4 separate regions of the Mus musculus genome follow, and all the other regions are linked to region 2. Evidence: chromatin contacts called from public promoter capture Hi-C data. All regions are on one chromosome and are shown on one strand. Each heading gives the region's core, a stretch centred on a gene start, on an enhancer-like site or on the middle of the called end of the contact. The rest is flanking DNA. Distances are from core to core; before and after follow the strand shown. Region 1 has its middle 6.9 kb from the start of Sidt2. Region 2 holds the start of C2cd2l (C2 calcium-dependent domain containing 2-like). Region 3 holds the start of Fxyd2 (FXYD domain-containing ion transport regulator 2). Region 4 holds the start of Tlcd5 (TLC domain containing 5).

Region 1 (2,826 bases), core at 276-2,775, 1.6 Mb before region 2:
CTGCATTAAAATGCAGGCTACAAATGTTTATAGAAATAATAATTCAGGATGGTTTTGTTTATGACACGTTAATGCAAAGTTCTTCTCCACCCAAGTTCCCACAGGCCTTACCTTTGTCAGTTGCCTAAGAGGCCCTCTTAGATTATTTTTAGATGAGGTCTCCTCCTGCTGGAATTACAGACTTGGACCACTTGCCTCTGCCTGATCACATTATGTAGCCATTCTGAATGAAAGATGTTTAGTGTTTAGCTGAACAATGTTTGTCTTTGATACAGTGTAATCCCACATAGGCCTCTGGCCTCATTTCCTGGCTCATTTAAACTTAGTTTATTTATAAACACAATTTTCTAAAACCAGGTTTTGCTATATAGCCCTGGCTGGGCTCACACTGATGACTTTGCCTCAGCCTCTTAGGTTCTGAGATTACAGGTCTGCACTACCATGCCTGGCTTACACAAAGACACTTAACACTGAGTCAACACACTAGTAAAGAATCAAATACAACAGCATGCTTGTCGGCAGCTCCTGGCTTACACGGTCAGCCTTCCCTTCCATACATAAGTACGGCTGTTCCAAGGTGAGACTACTCTCTGAAATATTGTTTCTGTCCCCTTAATTGGTTAGTCCTTCCATCTTTTATCCCAATAGGGACCCGTGGAGTGTTTGCTGATTCTTCCATTTCTAGCTCCAGTCTGTCTTACTGCTCATGTCTATGTTCTCATAATGTCCTCCATAAACTTTTTTTAAAAATAGTATTTTTTGTTTGTTTATTTTTAAAACTACATATATTTTTGAGTGTGCACACATGCCACAGTAACCCAAGGCAGCCTTTAGGAGTTGGTTCTCTTACCATGTGGGTTCTAGTTATGGGACTCAGTTCTTTAGGCTCTGCAAATTGCCTTGATCTGCTGAGCCATCTTCCAGGCCTACATAAATAGTGAAGGTGCTTTAAGGCTCTCTCTGTTCCTAGCACAGTTTAGGGACAAGTACAGGCCAGGCACTGAATAAATAAAATAATGAATGAATGGGGCTGGCCGTGGTGGTGCACGCCTTTAATCCCAGCACTTGGGAGGCAGAGGCAGGCGGATTTCTGAGTTCGAGGCCAGCCTGGTCTACAAAGTGAGTTCCAGGACAGCCAGGGCTACACAGAGAAACCCTGTCTTGAAAAACAAAAACAACAAAAAAAAAAAAAAAAAAAAAAAAAAAATAGAAGAGGCTAGACTGGTTTGGAGATAATAGGAATGAGGAAATCACCTGGAAGACTTGAGGCCAGTTCGGTAAGAGAAGGTGTAAGAGGTAAGCCAGTGTATAACTAAGAAAAGGGCAATAGGACTGTAGAGTTGTTTGTAATCTAGGATGTGCCAGAGACGGGCAAAGCTCTTAGCAGCATCCTGACTCAGTAGCTCAGGGCTCAGGCTTTTCTGCAGGTGAAGATCTGGTCTCTTGGCAGTGATCCTTAGAGGCACAGATTTGAACTGATCTATTATTTATCCACTTGTGCACTGCAACCTGATGCCCAGGCAACCTTTCCTGGAAAGCTCTTTCGGTTCTGTCACATGGCCAGAGGGAAGCAGATACAGGGACTGAGTGACTCAGTATGAATGTTGAAGCTTAGGGAACAGAAAGTAACATCTTCCTCTTGCAGAAAACCCTGCCCATTGCTCAGAGCAATTCTCTCTCATTTCCCTTGCCAATTTTTAAAAATTCTTCCCCTTGCTCACCCCACCCTTATACTCACCCAGCACTGTAGATTGAATCCAGGCTCCTAGCATACCAGTCAAGTACTCTACTACTGAACTACATTCATCATAAGCCCTTTTTATGTTTTGAGACACATCTTACTGAAGTTTTTTCAACAGGCTTTGAATCTGTGGTCCTCCTGCCTCAGCCTCTTGACTAGCTGGGATTCCAGGTCTGTGCCACCAAGCAAAAGCTCCCCTTCCTGGTCTTTAGTTAAGATGCACACGCAGGCATCCTGTGCCATCTGTATAGTAAGGACCACAGCGATGAGGCTTGGCATGCAGTGCAGGGTCTGAACTAGATTTTTCTGACATCACACTCTACCTTTGGGATTTGAGACAGTCTATATAGCTCACACTTGTCCTAAATTCATGATCTTCCAACCCCTGACTCCAGAATGCTAGTTATAGGACAGTGTTAAAATACACAGAAGTCTTGCCTCTTTTGGTGATGTGAAGGATAAAACTTAGAGCCCCACATGTGCTAGGCGAGTTTTTTTACTTCAGATTCCTTGGGGTTTTGTTTGTTTCTAAATGGGCTTGGAAGATAATCAGTAAAGTGCTGAACCACTTAGGAAGCAGGCTTGAGTTTGATCCCAGAACCCGTGTAAAAGCATAGTGGTAAGCACTTAGAATCCGTGGCTGGGACAGCCTAGGTGGGAAGATCCCTGGGCACACTGGCCAGTCAGCCTAACCTGCTTGATAAATCTCAAACCACCCAGAGACCCCTTCTCAAACAACCGTATAAGGAGCCTGAAGAATGATACCCAAGGTTGACCACTAGTTTTTACATGCACGTATTTGTGCACACACACAGAAAGTCTTTTCCTCTGAAGCTATGTGAGGGGTTTGAGACGCCTCATAGTGGCAGAGTAAGTCTTGTTCAACTGATTCTTGGCCTGACATAAAGCCCTGAAGAATCAGACACCGAGCGGTCCAGGGGAGACGCAGAACTTGGGTGATGGAATAACATGCTTGTCTTAGCTAGGGTTTCATTGCTCTGAAGAGACATCATGACCAAGGCAGCTCCTACAAAGGACAACATTTAATTGGGGCTGGCTTACAGGTTGAGAGGTTCAGTCCACTT
Region 2 (3,014 bases), core at 292-2,791:
GTTCCTCAGGAAGGAATCTTGGTGGAGAAGAACCTTGCATTACGACAATTTCCTGCATCACTGGGTTCCTTGAACATGGATTTTCTTCCTGCTGACTCCTTTCTCCTAGGTTATATCCCAGCGTTCTCTCCTTCCTTGGCTCCATGTCTTCTGTTCCTAGATTAATGATGGAGATTCTAGTGATCTCCATTAGTTTTGGAGCTCGCTGTGGATGGTTAGGGTCACAGCAATGTTGCCTCACAATCTCACCTCTGTCTATCACCCCTTGCAGTAAAATCAGGCTATCTCAAGCTACATACCCTTTCCTCTTCTAGATCAGACAGCTCTGTTGCTGACAGCCATTTTTTTTTTTTTTTACCTACCCCTAGACCTTATATTGTTTACTCTCATGGGCTTGTTCCTTAGACAAATGGATTTGAAAGATATTTAACATCACATCCTATCTTGTGCGCAGAAGAAATTGTGTCAGACACCTCACCATATATATGTCTCTTGAGAAAAGAATTGCCCCTAATCTTTTTTTATAGATACCTTCCCCTGGCCCCAAGAAACAAAGATGAGCTCCAATCTTATGAGGATCTAGAGAAAAGGGTACATCCAGAGGTTGTAAATTGTGCAGTCTTCCTGGAACACCATTTCTTCGGAGTTGGCTGGGATATTACATATTTGGTGTGTGGGATGGGGTTTGGTTGTGATGCGCTCTCACCCAGGCTGGTTTCAAACTCCTTGGCAAAGGTATCACCCTGTTTCAGCCTCCTAAGTAGCTAGGACGACAGTCAGGTGGCACTACACGGGATGCCACATATTTGGATGAGAGACTTTTGACCAAATCTATTGATAGTCCAGTGCTACAATGCTAGCTCCCCTTTTCATTGCCATCCCTTCTACACGTGCTCCACAGGCAGGAGCTGTTACTATGGAAATGTATTATTTTTAAAAACAGACTCAGCCTTGGGCTTGGGAAATATCTCGAGAACAAACCCACGCAAGCAAGGTTAATAGGGGGTTCCTGAATCCTAGCTCCAAGGGGAAGGAGGACGATGGTAGTGTTCTATTCCCAACCTTTATCACGTTAAGCTTCATTTTTCTCGCCGCCGTTGACATTAGCTGGGTTTTGTCAGGCACTTCTATCTGGGAGGGACACCTTACTCCCTCTTCACCCAGTGCCTAGCTAGCTTCAGTCAAGGAGTAAGACCAGAAGCTGCTGAGCCAGGAGGTGTTAAAAGTGAGTGGTGATTTCCACAGGGACTAATTTTTAACCTACAGGCGTCCAACCCATAGAAATCTAAGAAACGTAGGGAGAACCAGGCGTCATCTCAGATAAGTGAAGTTCCCTTGCCTGGTACTGAAGGGGTGCACAGGGATTTCAGGACGGGGCGGAACAGCTAAAGACTCCGCCTATTCTCATCCCGGAATCCTCTACGTGTGCAACTCAACCCTCCCCCACTCCACCCTCCTCTAGCTCTGAGCGGCGGGTTAGCTCAGCCCCGCCCGGTGAGGGCGCGGCTCCTTTAAGGGCGGGTGGGGGCGGGGCGCCGGCGGTGTTGTCAGTGTCAGTTCTGCGCACGCAGCCCTCCCGGAGCCGGTGCCGGCCCGCGAGCCCCGGTATCTCTGCAGGCTGGTCCCTGCCCGGGTCCGGCGGGGCCCCACGCCGTGGGAGGAATCGGGTGATAGCTGGAACCTAGCTGGGGTCACACCGCCGGTGTTAGGGATCCAGATCTCTGGCTACGGAGACAGAGCTCGAGCGTCGCGACCCCGGAGGACCTCTTCTCCATCCGTGGCACCCACTGGTCCTGGAATCTCGGCGGCGCCGGAGAGCCCCGGAGCCCGCGCGCTCAGCCCCGGGGGAGCTCGCCCACGCCCCACGGTCCATCCGGGCCATGCTCCCCCGGGGCAGCGGCTGAACCCGAGCCGGGACCCGAGCCCGCGGGAGCATGGATCCGGACTGGGGGCAGCGGGATGTGGGCTGGGCGGCCCTGCTGGTTCTCTTCGCCGCCTCGCTGATCACGGTATTGGGCTGGATGCTGCAGTATGCCCGGGGTTTGTGGCTGTCGCGAGCCGATGGGGGCCGAGACTCCCGACCTGCCTCAGCTGCTGAGCCCGGGGGTTCACTGCGCGAGCTGGGTGTGTGGCGTTCGCTGCTGCGTTTGCGGGCGACCCGGACCAGCACCCCCGAGGAAGCCGGCGTACGGGGCCTCCTGGCTTCGCTCTTTGCCTTCAAGTCTTTCCGGGAGAACTGGCAACGGGCTTGGGTGCGAGCCTTGAATGAGCAGGCCTGCAGGGACGGGGTGAGTTGCACTGAGCCCCTGTGTCGTCCCTTCAGCTTTGCCTTCTAGGGAAGAGCTTGCTCATGTTAGGAGGGCTGGATTAGAGCTGGGGATCAACTGGAGAACCCTCCAGCTTTCTCTTTCAGATCAGAGAAGAGCGTGCAGGTTAGACTGGGGCTTGTAAAGAAGTCCAGTTATATACCAAATTTTCTATTTTTGTGAGCAAGGTACTCTGGTTCTAAACCCAGCACAAGTTACTGTTCTCATAGCAACGCTAATCCGTGTGCCTTAGGGCACTTCCGCCTAGACTGGCCTGGTTGGGCCAAGGGAGACAGGTGCACCTGCAGAAGGAATTTGCCTGGTCCTCATGCCACCACACCCAGTTAAGATTTCAGGCTCCCAAACCCTGGTGGTCAGGTAGAGCCCCCACGGTAACTGAATCATCTCTCCATATTTTAGTAATTTCACTACTACAGTCCTCCAGGCTGGCCTGCAGTGTAGTGTTAAAGGAAAGTAGTTTAGTTAAAGGGCATATTGATAACCTGCGTCCTTTCTAATGCATGAACTTGGGCTGCCCCTTCAGGGTCGCTCATAAACCAGAGCAGCCAGCCACCTCCACCCGTTGCACCCTGGGCATCTGGCCTCCCAGGAAGTGGGCAGGAATCAGAGTCATGAGACTGAGGTTGGGTGGAAGGCAGAGGTCTCCCATTTCTGGACCATTTCCCTTCCTGGCCATCAGACTATCAG
Region 3 (3,039 bases), core at 5-2,504, 1.1 Mb before region 2:
AGAGGAAGAAGACTTTTTCAGACCAAGCTGCCTGCCCCTGGCCCTGCCTCCTGTGGCTCCTTCACCCTGAAGGAAGCCGATATTCTGCTCTCTGCCAGCCTGAGCTCAGAGCACTTACCCTTGGATAGCTGGTAGTACAATGGCCAGCAAAGCTACAATCACACACACACACCACCCCCATTCCCCACTCCATGCCAGCTGTACTCTCTGCTGCCCTGCTGGAGCCCCTCTTGTCCGGGGCCTTTTCTAAAGGGATGAAAAAGTTAACAATTCCCAGGCAACTTTGAACTGTGCCCCTGTAGTGATCAGCCAGCCGCAGGGTCTGGTGAGTCCAGATCCCTCCAGTAGCCAGAGGGGGTCAGTGCTGGTGAACCTCAGGTATGGGTTGTTCAGAAAGGTCAAAATCTAAGGAGAAGCCACAGTGACCCAGGCTCTGCATCCATGCAGAAAGTCTTCCCACACTTCCGTCATGTTCAAGGTCAAATGGGGAGCTAGCATCAGCCTCAGCCAGATCCAAGACAGGACCCCAAACCCCACCCCACCCCCATTTCCCTTTCAGGAAGCATTTAATGAGTCCCTCTTCCACCAGTGTTCTAGGTCAGAAAACTCAACATCTATGGACCGGCAGGGGTCCTCTTGGGCTCCAGGCCTGAGTCTGTGGATTTCAAAACGCTGGGCTTTTCTTGTGACCCTAAGCCTTCTGGGGAAGGCTAAGCTAAAGGGCTGCTCCTCCCATCTCCAACCCCGGCAGCCCCTGACCACTTTGAAATCTTAGTTCTCCATCCAAGATGAGAAAGTCACACTGGGCAGGGCGTGGAAGGCTGAGGCAGGAAGAATGCAGTGAATTTTAGGTTATTCTGGGCTATATGAGTTCCAGGCCAACCTGGGCTACAGAACAACACCCTGTCACCCAGAACAAAGTCACATGTACACACACACGTACACACACACACACACACACACACACACACAAACACACAACACACATAAACACACACACTTCTGATGCTCCAACTTCTGCTATTCTGCTCTTTTTCTGTGGGGGTGGGGTTGAGGATCCCTTCTGAATGCTAATTTTCTAAGAGAGCCACTGGCTGGGGAACTCCAAGGAACAGGAGAGGGAAGGGGTCTAGCTGCCCACCAGAGCCAGTCCCAGGCAGAGTCCTGCCAGTCTCACCACTGTTCGCTGACAGATCTGATATTTCCCCAGCCATCGGGGCTTCTCCACGACGGTCTTCCTGTGGCCTCTACTATGGGGACAGTGTCTGCCGTGGCCAGGGCAGAGGTGGGGGGGCATTAAATATTAACAGTGTCAGGTAATATTTACCCCAGTCACAAGAAAGGCTGAGTGTCCCCAGAGGGGCTCTTGCTGACCCAGGCAAGGGGAGGTATGGGGGGAGCCAGAGGCAGGGAGGAGCTGCCTGAGGTCTCCAGCCCCTCCCAGAGGAAATTTCCAGAGAGCAGGGCTGGGATGGGCAGCAACAGTATTCTTCCATCAGCCGGGGAAGCCGCAGCTGGGAGTGAGATGAGGAAGTGAGAATTTCAAGATGCACTCTCGGTGAAGGGCACATGGGAAGTATAGATAGGGGTCCTGGGTCGGGATGGGGACTTCCAAGTCCCTTAGCCTCCAGAGCTTCCTGCAAGGCCCTGTGGATAGCACCGTGACAGCTTACATTCTCATGGGGCAGTCATGTCTCCCCGCCGTGTTCCTAAGGAGCCCGGCCTGGCTCCCTTCTTACCACAGTCCTGTGAATCTTGGGTCCCCAGCAGGATCAGCCTCAATAGCACTGCTGTCCCTGACAGCCTGTCCTGACTTGTTTTATTTATCCTGGTCCCGAGGCCACCACAGTTAGCCACTCACACCTCAGTCTGAAATCCTCCACCATCCCTGACTAATGTCCTATCCTGATGCCCAACACTCCCTCTTGCGGCTGTCACCATATGCTTATGACTCTTTCAGGAAGAAGCTCAGCTTGATCTTAGGGCTTACAAAGCATTTTCTAGCTGTTGTCTCCCTTTTGCTTTAGTTCCTCTCTTGACATGAGCTATCTGAGGTATGGAGAAGCTGAGGCCCAAGGTCAAACATCCAGTGAGAGTTGAAGACAAATAATGGCTATCCTTTGAGATCCAGGGCTCAAATGCTATGGCCATACCCACCCACCCACCCCCAGCCTGTCCTGCACTCACTGTAACCATCCCCTTGGTAACTATGGTGTGGATTCTGTAAGACCACAGTCTTCTTTGGGTTCCAGATGGTCGACTTGGCCTCCAAGAAGCTAATATCCAACACTAGCAGATGATATATAAATAGATACACAGGTGATAGGTAAACAAGAAATAGATGATAGATAGATAGATAGATAGATAGATAGATAGATAGATACATACATACATACATACATACATACATACATACCTGCATGCATACCTGCATGCATACAAGCTATATAAGTGATAGGTTGATGGAGAAATGATACCAAGATGGATAATAGATTTATGGATAGATGGATAGATGATAGATAGATAGATAGATAGATAGATAGATAGATAGATAGATAGATAGAGATAGATGGATGAGTGCATGCATAATACATATATATACACATACATAGCTACATACATACAGGCATACATATATACATATGCGCATGCATACATACAAACTACATAGAGGATAGCTAGATCTATAAAGGATTTATGAATGGATAGGTGATAGACAGACAGACAGACAGATATTTGCTCCCCTGGTGCAGTCAGTCCTTCTGAGAGGAAGGGCTCCATCTGTAGGTGCCCCTCCATCAATGTCAGGACACTGGCACTCACCACTTGCCTTTGTCATTTGCTTACCTTTCCATTGCCGATTTGTTTATCTCTCCATGTCTATCTTGTCATCTATACAGTGGGCAGGGCACAGGACTCTGGGAGGTTGTGGGGACTGAGATAGGCACTTCAGAATATGGCCTAGGACAGTGGTGGGTACCATTGTTTCTGTACTGCTTGATAAATGGCAGGCATTAGCCTTTTGTTTGCTGGTACCAT
Region 4 (3,321 bases), core at 569-3,068, 1.2 Mb after region 2:
AGCAGAGAATGCCATTGAGTTCCTAATCTTCCTGCTTCCACCTCCTGAGTGCTGCGGTTACAGGTGTGAACCTTCTCAACTGAGTTACTCCTTCATTAATTCCACCAACAAACCTTCATTATACAGCTACCATACTAGATTCTAGGGAAACAGGCGAAAACAGTGTCATCCTTACCTTTTGAAGGGTTAGTGCAATAAATGACCAAAATGAGAACATTTACAGTTCTTACACATTGTCTTTTTTTTTTTTTTTTTTTTTTTTTCCTTTTGAGACAGGGTTTCTCTGGCTGTCCTGGAACTCACTCAGTAGACCAGGCTGGCCTCGAACTCAGAAATCCACCTGCCTCTGCCTCCCAAGTGCTGGAATTAAAGGCATTCACCACCACCGCCTGGCGTTTTTTGTTTTTGTTTTTGTTTTTGTTTTTTTGAGACAGGGTTTCTCTGTATAGCCCTGTCTGTTCTGGAACTCACTATGGAGACCAGGCTGGCCTTGAACTCAGAAATCTGCCTGCCTCCCGAGTTCTGGGATTAAAGGCGAGCGCCACCACGCCCGGCTCTTACATATTGTCTAAACACATCTCTTCTAAAGAGTTTCACTTCTGGGCTCCTTAGCACCCCATCATTGTCAGCCTTGATCAACAAGCTCCCCACTTCACCCACCTCATTATTGTAGTTGAGCCCCACCCCCGGTTGTGTGTGTTTTAATTTTGAGACAAAGTATGCAGGCTAGCTTCTAATCTACAATTATCCTACCTCAGCCTCCCAGATGCTGAGATTACAGGCATATAGCACAACATTATGCTCATACTTCAAACTCACTATCCTCAGACCGAGAGAGAATCAACAATTTGTCCAAAAGTAAAATAAAGACCTGGGAATACTGCTTAGTGGTAGAGCATTTGTCTAGCCTGCCAGGGGCCTCTGGTTTAATCCCAGTATTTGGGGAAAATATTTTAAAGTTAAATAAAGATAATAGATGATATTTATATGGACTTCCACATGCTTATTGTTCTACGTACTTATTAATGTAACCTTTTTGAATTTTGATAATAATCTATGAGAGAGGCATTTCACGCCCCATTCTGTGGATGAGGAAGTAGGCATAGACTTAACTTGCCCAGCTGCATACTAAGTAGAATTAACTTTTAAAAAGTGTATGTGTTGGTCTGCAAGTATGTGCACACATGGGTGTGGTGTCACTAGAGTCTAGAAGAGGGCGTCGGATCTTCAGAGCTAGCGTTAAAGACAGTTGTGTGCATGGGTTCAGGACAGGGACTTCTAGTCCCGTGTAAGAGCAGCCAAGGCTCTTAATTGTTGAGCCATCTTTCCAACCCCTTACTTTTAAACTTTATGTTTACGCCTAGTTAAGGACAGTGCTAAAAAGAGATCAACGTAATTCCCAGGCCTAAGTACTTTTCTGACACTCAGTGTGCTTGTTTCACTATTCAGATTTAAGTGGGAGATCAAAGACGGTCTGAGTAGGTGCGCAGTACATCCTTAGTGAAGAGCCTGTTCCATCTCACAGACTGCAGAGTAGATCAGGATTTATCGAGATAGAGTACCAGGGGTTGAATCCAGGGCCTTATGCCTTAGTCTAACGTTCCACCACTAAAAAGCTACACTCTCTACATAGACAGCCCTACAAATGATTAAACAGACAACAAACAAGCGCAGCAGATCATCCTTCTCTTCCCTATCCAAAGGAGGACCCTCCATTCCGCTTCCTTCCTTGGCCCAGCATCCATTCTGCGTTCTGTCCTCCCAGCCAGCAGGTGCCCCTAGACCCCCGGCTCCTCCTCCTCCGCCGTCACAGACTCGTCTCCCCCTCCCTCTACAGCTTCCTGTCGCCGTGATCCGAGCCCTGGGCTGTGGGCGCCCGGGCGCCGGAGGCTTCCCGGTGCGCTCCGCCAGGTAACAGCGTTCGCCGGAGGGATGGACACCGGTCTGCCCTTGGCGCAGACGGGGAAGGAGCGGGCGGGCGGCCAGGTGCGCGCGGGCTCCTCTGCCCCGGGGTGCCGGGGCCTCTCTATGCCAAGCTTTGGGCACCCGTCTGGATGCCTAGATAACGGTTCAGGATGGGACGTTCCGGGTTAGAAGTCGGGCGTGGTCGAGCAGTTGGGCACTCCCCCGCCACCCTCCGGGATGCGACCTTGCTGCTGGCTGGGAGCCCCCGGCTGCAGCTCTCCCGAGGCCCGGAGCCAGACGCCCGCCCAGGGCCGCGGCTCTCTGGGATGGGGGAGCCCGGGTACGGAGCTTCGAGGGCCTGGGAACCTCCCAGACTCCACACCAGACACGAAGGCTCAAGGTCACAGAGCTGTGTCTGCCGTTTACAAATGCCTGTTTTTTTGTTGGAGTGTTTGTAAATGGGCTACTGTTTTCTCTCTTGGGCCAGGGAATTAGGATTCAGAGAAGAGGACTCTAAAAATACTAATCGCCGAGTCCCAATCAGCTGATCCGCCTTACTGGCCAGTGACCCTGGCCTTTGAAAGGAAGTAAGAGGGACAGCGCTTTTCACTCGGGTACTTTGTATGTCTGGCCTTTACTCTGAAGATTGGCCTAGAAGTTTCAGAAAATGTGTCTTAGAACTGAACTGACCTTTTTTTCCCTGTTCCCTAGTTCTAGTTTAAACACATTCTTCAGGTTAAAAAGATTTCCCCACTTACTGGTCTCTGATGGACACTTACTGTTTTCTTGAATAGGTACCTGATTTCTCATGAAAGCTGGACAAAACTTGCCCTTTGCCCGAGCCCTCTCTGGATAACATTCCTGGGAGTGGCTTGTGTATTGAGGTGTGTTGGTCTGCATTTGTCAGAAAAGGGTGAGCGGTTAAGTGCAGTCATGCAGATAATTCCTGCAGAGATGAGAAGCGTCCTGGACGTGTTTGAGATTTCTTTTCTTATTTGTACTTTCAACAGAGGAGCTAAATAATGTATATTAACAAGGACATATTGGTCCTTTTTGGAGTCTCTTCTGCATGTCTAAAGAAACTCAGTGTTGATTATTGTTTAAATGTATCAGCAAAAATTCTACAATGTAAGTTTTCTACCTTTACCAGTTATCTACCTGGCTATCTATCTATCTATCATTTTGAGACAAGGGCTACTGTGTAGCCCTATCAGGCCTGGAACTCTGTGTTGACCAGGCTGCTCTGCTCTTCTAGGTGATCCTCCTGCCTCTGCGGCTCCAGTGCTGGGATTACTGGCATTTGCCAGCCACTTTGCTTCACTTTTAACTGAATACATGCCTTAAGGATATTTTTGTATCTCAACGTTTACTTAAAAATCCTTTTGCTTCCTTGTTGATAAATAATAGAGTTGGGAT

Evidence for each region. Promoter capture Hi-C pulls out the DNA fragments that hold promoters and counts their contacts. Capture Hi-C pulls out chosen DNA fragments and counts their contacts.
Region 1: a contact with region 2 is called in a promoter capture Hi-C map of liver, with 5 times the contacts expected there. The contact joins the enhancer-like site here to the promoter of C2cd2l in region 2. A contact is called at or near these places in 5 of 39 promoter capture datasets (HPC-7-derived erythroid cells, liver, neutrophils and 1 more) and 1 of 9 other capture datasets (liver).
Region 3: a promoter capture Hi-C map of liver shows a contact between it and region 2. The contact joins the promoter of Fxyd2 here to the promoter of C2cd2l in region 2. A contact is called at or near these places in 1 of 39 promoter capture datasets (pre-B cells) and 1 of 9 other capture datasets (liver).
Region 4: a promoter capture Hi-C map of liver shows a contact between it and region 2, with 3 times the contacts expected there. The contact joins the promoter of Tlcd5 here to the promoter of C2cd2l in region 2. A contact is called at or near these places in 2 of 39 promoter capture datasets (both in liver) and 1 of 115 datasets of contacts at active chromatin or transcription factors (stem cell-derived neural progenitor cells).

The regions. Positions count from the first base shown.
Region 1 is chr9:45,960,785-45,963,610 of GRCm38.p6, reverse strand. No RefSeq gene overlaps it. Among named protein-coding and RNA genes, the nearest start is that of Sidt2, 6.9 kb to the right of the region's middle. Within about 2 kb of position 1,525, at least 64 of the 459 cell types and tissues checked have an H3K27ac peak or open chromatin away from gene starts, as enhancers often do. A contact at or near this core is called in liver, where this site is marked.
Region 2 is chr9:44,318,809-44,321,822 of GRCm38.p6, reverse strand. C2cd2l (C2 calcium-dependent domain containing 2-like) reads left to right here and starts at 1,541. Exons shown (of 14, transcript NM_027909.2): 1 at 1,541-2,288. The coding sequence starts at 1,935.
Region 3 is chr9:45,404,305-45,407,343 of GRCm38.p6, reverse strand. It overlaps Fxyd2 (FXYD domain-containing ion transport regulator 2), which reads right to left and starts at 1,254. Exons shown (of 6, transcript NM_007503.4): 1 at 1,178-1,254. The coding sequence starts at 1,214.
Region 4 is chr9:43,115,067-43,118,387 of GRCm38.p6, reverse strand. Tlcd5 (TLC domain containing 5) reads left to right here and starts at 1,818. Exons shown (of 3, transcript NM_001034863.3): 1 at 1,818-1,911.